2 separate regions of the Gadus morhua genome follow, and region 1 is linked to region 2. Evidence: chromatin contacts called from public Hi-C data. All regions are on one chromosome and are shown on one strand. Each heading gives the region's core, a stretch centred on a gene start, on an enhancer-like site or on the middle of the called end of the contact. The rest is flanking DNA. Distances are from core to core; before and after follow the strand shown. Region 1 holds the start of LOC115529602 (solute carrier family 35 member F5). Region 2 holds the start of ftcdnl1 (formiminotransferase cyclodeaminase N-terminal like 1).

What was found. Hi-C and Micro-C count contacts between places; a contact is called where the count stands out from the background.
Region 1: a contact with region 2 is called in a Hi-C map of spleen, with 4 times the contacts expected there. The contact joins the promoter of LOC115529602 here to the promoter of ftcdnl1 in region 2. A contact is called at or near these places in 2 of 6 Hi-C or Micro-C datasets (gill and spleen).

Annotation. Positions count from the first base shown.
Region 1 is chr17:19,057,394-19,060,526 of gadMor3.0, forward strand. LOC115529602 (solute carrier family 35 member F5) reads right to left here and starts at 1,419. Exons shown (of 15, transcript XM_030338432.1): 1 at 1,252-1,419; 2 at 1-60. The coding sequence starts at 1,259.
Region 2 is chr17:18,914,124-18,917,694 of gadMor3.0, forward strand. It overlaps ftcdnl1 (formiminotransferase cyclodeaminase N-terminal like 1), which reads left to right and starts at 1,960. Exons shown (of 6, transcript XM_030338603.1): 1 at 1,960-2,251. c17h2orf69 (chromosome 17 C2orf69 homolog) reads right to left here and starts at 1,756. Exons shown (of 3, transcript XM_030338602.1): 1 at 1,012-1,756. The coding sequence starts at 1,365.

The DNA of each region.
Region 1 (3,133 bases), core at 169-2,668, 140 kb after region 2:
GCTGCCGAGGCGCTCTGAGAGCCCATCCGGTTCATGATGAACACCCACACCATCTGGACCCTGCTACACACACACACACACACACACACACACACACACACACACACACACACACACACACACACACACACACACACACACACACACACACACACACACACACACACACACACACACGAAATGCATGCTCATATTAACAGGCTGGCAACTCTCAGGCACATAATAGCTTCATGTCTGATTGTCTGTGCTTTGGGCTATTTTTTGGGCTACTAATGTTAGTGAGTATTGAGTAAACAAAGCAACAATAGGACAAATATAAAGTTCAATAAACTGTTTTATTAATAGAAAGTGAACATTTATATTCTAATCTAGACCATTTATAACAGCATCACACGTATAGTTATAGTGCAATGTCAAAGAAAACTAATCAAATTAATATCAAGGTATGCTTTTTTACCATTGTCTGCTTATGTATAAAGCATGCATCTATCCAACCCCACCATGGCCTGGTACCAGTTTGAAGGAAGGTTTATGTTCTCAAAGTCATGTTTAATTCAGCAACATGGAAAAGTATGTTTAAGTAGTACAATACCCAAGTCTGATAGAGGAGCATGATCCTTATTATTACGATCATGATATTATTATGACAGTACCTGTCAACCAGTTAGAGAGGATACTTTTTGGGGATATCTGTCAGGCCTCACAGAGGACCACAGAAGGATACAAGAGAACATATTCGGTCATCAATCCCTCCCCTCATCTGGCTGCATGCTGACATGTAAACCAGAAGCCTACAGTAGTCTGCTGGTTTCTGCAATGATTGTGTGTTGCAAAAACGCACACATGAAAGTGGTTCTACATGATAATGTTAAAAGATATGTCTACCATGTGAAAATTACTTCTGGTCATTTTTGTAACTGAAAATGTATGCATATATGGTAAAGAGTCACCTGTAATGACATAGTGATGGTAAAACAGCACCAATAAAGTGACCTGTTGTCATGTTTAATTCAAGCAGAGGCTAACACAGACACACACACTGTATAGTTATGTCACTGCCTGTCTGATTCAACTGTGATGCTGAAAGTACGTTGTGATAATAAAATTTGGACAAGGAAACGCACTAAACTAAATGCATGTAGCCAACCAGCTCAAAACAATGTTTAAACAGCATAACGCTGCGAGTGTTTCTACTGGACGATAGCTACATGCTAATGGCCAACATCGATCCGTGATCAAGTAGACATTTACCTGAGCATCTGTAGATAGATCCTATCGTATGCTTTGTTTTCTATCTTCTGGATTTATTTACCCATTGATTAATCTAGCCGCAATTATTAAGACGGAATTGTCGCCCCTCGACTGATAGTAAACATTAGCACATCAATCAGGTGACATCACTTAACTGAAACAAGGCATTCCGGGATATGTAGTTATCAGGTGACTACACTTAGCTGAAGAACGGCATTCTGGGATATGTAGTTATCTTCGAACAAGAGAGGGACACTCTTTCAAGATATGAATACAGTTAATTCATGCAAACTCAGCTTTCCTTTAAATACGATAAAAAGTATTAAGTATCGAACCTGAACACTCAAGTTGGACGGGAAATGTGGGTGTTAGGACTTTGGGACATGAGGACTGTATCTTAAAAATGTAATAGAAACTTAAGTTAATTAAAATATATATATAGGCCTATATTAAAAGCAATATACGTGCATGTATGCATATGCACATCAATCAATTCAATTTAGTAAATAAACAAATAGAAAATTGTCCATGTCTGGTCGGTTGAAGTAATGTGATAAAAAACATTTATTTAAAAATTAGTGAAATACCAAACCAACCAATGCACACACTTTTCCACTAGAAGGCGGTATCACCAAAGATTGCTTTAACACTAGAAGTTAGTCACCAATACCCTAAAGCCAAGACATGCAGGGGCAGATGAGGGCAGTAATGTTATGTTATTGTTGGATTTGTTAATGACAAATGCCTTTAGTCTATGAGGCTATACATCTAGAGACTGAAGCCTTTAGTTCATGAGGTTTTACATCTAGAGACTGTACCATCTACAGACTGTAGCTTTCAATCCATGAGGCTGTACATCTACAGACTGAAGCCTTTAGTCCATGAAGCTGTTCCATCTAGAGCCTGAAGCCTTTAGTCCATGAGGCTGTACATCTAGAGCCTGAAGCCTTTAGTCCATGAGGCGGTACATCTAGAGCCTGAAGCCTTTAGTCCATGAGGCTGTACATCTAGAGCCTGAAGCCTTTAGTCCATGAGGTGGTACATCTAGAGCCTGAAGCCTTTAGTCCATGAGGCGGTACATCTAGAGCCTGCAATGTTCTTCTTGGAAAGAGGGGTCGAATCCAAAGGAATAGCTTTAAAGAGACTTTATTTGTATAAAGTATTTTCGGTATGGTAAACTGATGCTCTGAAGTAAAGAGAGATTGGAGATGTGCCTTAGCACGTGCGAGAGTGTTCTCCTAGCTGATCCTAACCACAAACCCACGTATGGTAATCGCTGCCGGGAGAGTTCTAAGGTTTTCATGGCCAGGTGGACTTCTTTATGTACTCAGCGAGGACCGGAAGACTTGGAGAGGAACCGGTGTGACGTAATCCTCGGTTTTCCTCGCCTGGTCTGCGATGCTGCCCTCTGTGGCTAAAGTATCTATTGCAGCCTTCAGTAATGTCCTGCTTTCCCTTGTGGCTATGTGTAGTATTTACGGCTTATATATTAGGTCCTACCCCCTATTGGTTAAGTGAGGGAAATACAGCTTGTGTTCCTAAAATACGTAACAAGCCTGAAGCCTTTAGTCCATGAGGCGGTACATCTAGAGCCTGAAGCCTTTAGTCCATGAGGCTGTACATCTAGAGACGCGTTTAGTTCAGGGTGGGCGTGTCAACAAAATGTGATACCAGTCCAGTAATTGCACGTGGCCGTTAAGTGGTCCACGCCAACCATGATGGGAAGGGGAGCGCTGGTCTGGCAACCTCATCCTAAGCATGAGTCTAACTCGTTTTGGTCTTTCCTTATCTTTTGCCAAAAAGCCTTTCAACTAAACAAATGGGGTCAGACGAGTATTTGACTGCCAATGCTGCAGAGACTGTAAGGAGACGCCCTGTAAGG
Region 2 (3,571 bases), core at 710-3,209:
TGTAGACTACAAACGCGCTTAACTATGGTCAGGGATGTTCGTTACTGTCTAGACACTGGCCAATAAATAGTGAACTGCATCACAGCCTCGCCGAAGCGCCGACAGTGTTTAATGCAAAAAATGGTCTCAGCATGATTCATGTCTACAGTAGGCTATGTCTTCTGCCATTGATCAATACGAGGACATGGTTGAATTAAAATCAGAGGGAGACAGACACCAAGTGCAGCTCGAAAGCGACCTCCCACACAAGAGCAGGGGAATCATTTGATTTTATTATATGCCTTGTGACGTGGAGTTTGATCGGTACATTTCGGCTGCGCATGTATTTTTGGAATTTTAAATTGCTGCAATAAATTATGTTGTTGTTGACTAACATGTCTATCTTTGCTAGGCCCTATTTGAATCTAACAGTAGTCTATGAGTAATAAGGTGGCGGTAACCACTGTTTTTGGTTGCGAAATTATTCAAGCTGGGCATTCTGTGGATTACCTATTGGATGCGTTATATTAAAAAGCATCCAATACACGGAATGTCCGCTGGTGACGCCACTGAGGCTATAGTAGGCTAACGATGCACTTAGCATCCTACGAGTACCCCTGGAGTCCTCGTCGTTAGCTACGAGCGTTTTCACGACGGTCGTTACCAACGATGCTTTCGGGAAATGGTGTGAAAACTGTACGATGCTCGTACGACGCACTTCACGATCCACTTAGGCTAACGATGCTTTCGGGAAACTGGGCCCAGGTGACTGTCTGTTGTTTGTGTTGTACTGGTGTGTGTTGTTTGTGTTGGTGTGTGTTGTATTGGTGTTTCTAGTCTGTGTTGTATTCGTGTGTGTCGTTTGTGTTGGTGTGTGTGGTATTGTTGTGTGTTGTAAATGAATAGTGTGTGTTTGTTTAGTATTGGTGTGTGTTGGTGTGTGTTGTGTTGTATTGGTGACATTTGGTGTGTCTAGTCTGTGTTGCATTAGTGTGTTGTATTGGTGTGTCTCCATCAACATCCCCCCCTCACCTGAATATCTCCATGGAAGAACACCACATGGTCGTTACTGCTCCGGTCCAGCTCTGCGGTGGACCCACGGCAGCGGTACCACTCGGAAGGACGGAGCACCAGCAGGTCGTTCACCCGGCTTGGGTCGCAACCGGGTACCGCGACCAGGAGCTGGGGCCGCTCTGGGCATCCAGAGCCGAGATCCGGGACTCCTTGTGGACTCAGACCCAAGGCTCCGGAGCCGAGACCCGGGACTCCGGAGCCGAGACCCGGGGCTCCGGAGCCGAGACCCGGGGCTCCGGAGCCGAGACCCGGGGCTTCTGGTTGACCCATCCCCGCTGGGTCGCAGGATGACTGCGCCACCCTGGTGCTCATCGCTGTTCGCTTCTCCTATATCTGATCGGCTCCCCGGTGATCTGCTGCTTGTGTGTGCTTTGTGGAGAGCATCACAGCATTTCAGCATCAATGACATCCGTATCATCACCTAGGCTGAGGTCCAGGTAGCTTTGCAGTGGAAATACACTTCTTCTTTATTTGTTTTTTTATTTGGGGTTGGTATACCGCCACCCACTGGATCGGAGTGTGAATCAGTCACCATTTATAGTTGGATCCCCTAAATTAAGGTGTTCTATTTATTAAAGGGGATTATTTGTTGAGGCTTTTCCCCATTGACCCTCCTGTTGCTTTGAACCGATATACATTACTCTTGCCTCCAGATTATTTGAATACATAATTTGATGTGAGCTCTGGCTTCATTTTTTACTCAATCATCTTTGAATAACTCTACTACACACACACGACACTGACTGCCCTGTTCAGAGCATTAAGTAAAAAAAATAATATGAATAACATTGTGGAGGTGATGGTTTATCAATGTGTCTCCACAGAGAGGCGCTGTTTGTTAGACATAAACTTAGTAGGACGGATGACGTCACTGCAGGGTCACGTGTCTACGATGCCAGATCCGGCAGTGACGTCATCCAACGGCCGTCCTAAGAAGTTTATTAGGTTTATTAGACTGCGTTGATTAAGTTGATTACGTTTATTTTACTGGGTTTATTACGTTTATTTCACTGAAGGGAAACAAAATTATTCTAAAAAACAGCGCCTCTGTTTATTAACAACGAGGCGCTGTTTGAATATACTTCATAGGACGGCTGACAGATGACGTCACGGTGGGATCACCTGTCCCCGACGCGTTGACGTGTTCCTTTGACATGAAACTGGCTGTCAGTCACTTATTTCTGATCTGCACCGCAGGGTAATGTAACAAATCCGCCCTCGAGCCTACAACTCTGTGTTGCACGTGTGTTGTTGGTTTCTGTGATTTGTAACTCACCGTCACCAGTGGCCATGTGACCGACCTGTACTGCCTGCTGTTGGCCATGTGTCTGCAGCTTACTGGTGACACCAAGTTGTGTTTACACATTGTTTTTGTCATGCCAACGGAATAATTGTTGCACGTAAATATCTAGCCTACAACTTTCTTAATGTATTTCCCTTTTAATGTTATAACTAGGCCTACTTCCAGTTCTAGTCACTTGACAAACATGACACCAGTAACTCAACTGTGTGTGTGTGTGTGTGTGTGTGTGTGTGTGTGTGTGTGTGTGTGTGTGTGTGTGTGTGTGTGTGTGTGTGTGTGTGTGTGTGTGTGTGTGTGTGTGTGTGTGGTTTGAGTTATGCAAGGGGTGTTGTGCAAGAGACTACTGTTTATCACAACGTGCCACAACACACTACAGAACACAACAGATTCCTTCTTAACATTAAACAAACAGAGACCTAACAACACTGGACCGGACTCAGAATGCAGGAAAAGCTAGCATTCCTAGACTTAACTGTCAGAGCCAGACTGCAGGTGCTACCTACCAAATACAATCTGCCATTGTACCTTGCCATCATCCACACAGTATAATGCACTCAGACTTTGGCCATCAACATTAATCAGTTACCCATATTTTAAATGGCTGTAATATGTATAAAGGACTTTATATTGCACGCCATGACTGAATTGTCAATCCTATTGCTAGCACTCTTAAGGAAGTATTTCCAGAAAATCTGATCATGTACTAACATTCACGTATTATTCCAGATTGGTTTAGCAGCTCTATTGATGTGTTTTTTAACATCCCTAACACCCCTGATGTTATGTTTTTAAACAGCGACAAGAGGGAAGTGCTGCTACTTGAAATAGGCTGTTTGTATGATCTCTACATGGAAATAGCATGTATGGGCTGGTACAAAATTATGAAGTACCTTTTTTGTACCCTTGAACAAAGCACTATCTCATCTCTGAAAATATTTGAATCCTGTCAGTTATAATGTGATTGGTGGAATCAGATAAATAATTAAAATGTTTGTGTGTCTCGTTTGAGTTATGCAAGGGGTGTTGTTGGTTTTTTGTATTGGTGTGTGTTGTTTGTGTTGTATTGGCGTTTGTGTTGTATTGGTGTGTGTTGGTTGCGTTGTATTTGTGTGGGTTGTTTGTGTTGTATTAGTGTGTGTTGGTTGCGGTGTATTGCTTTGTGTTGTATTCTTGGTGTGTTGTTTGTGTTGTATTGATGACTTTCTGTTTGTGTTG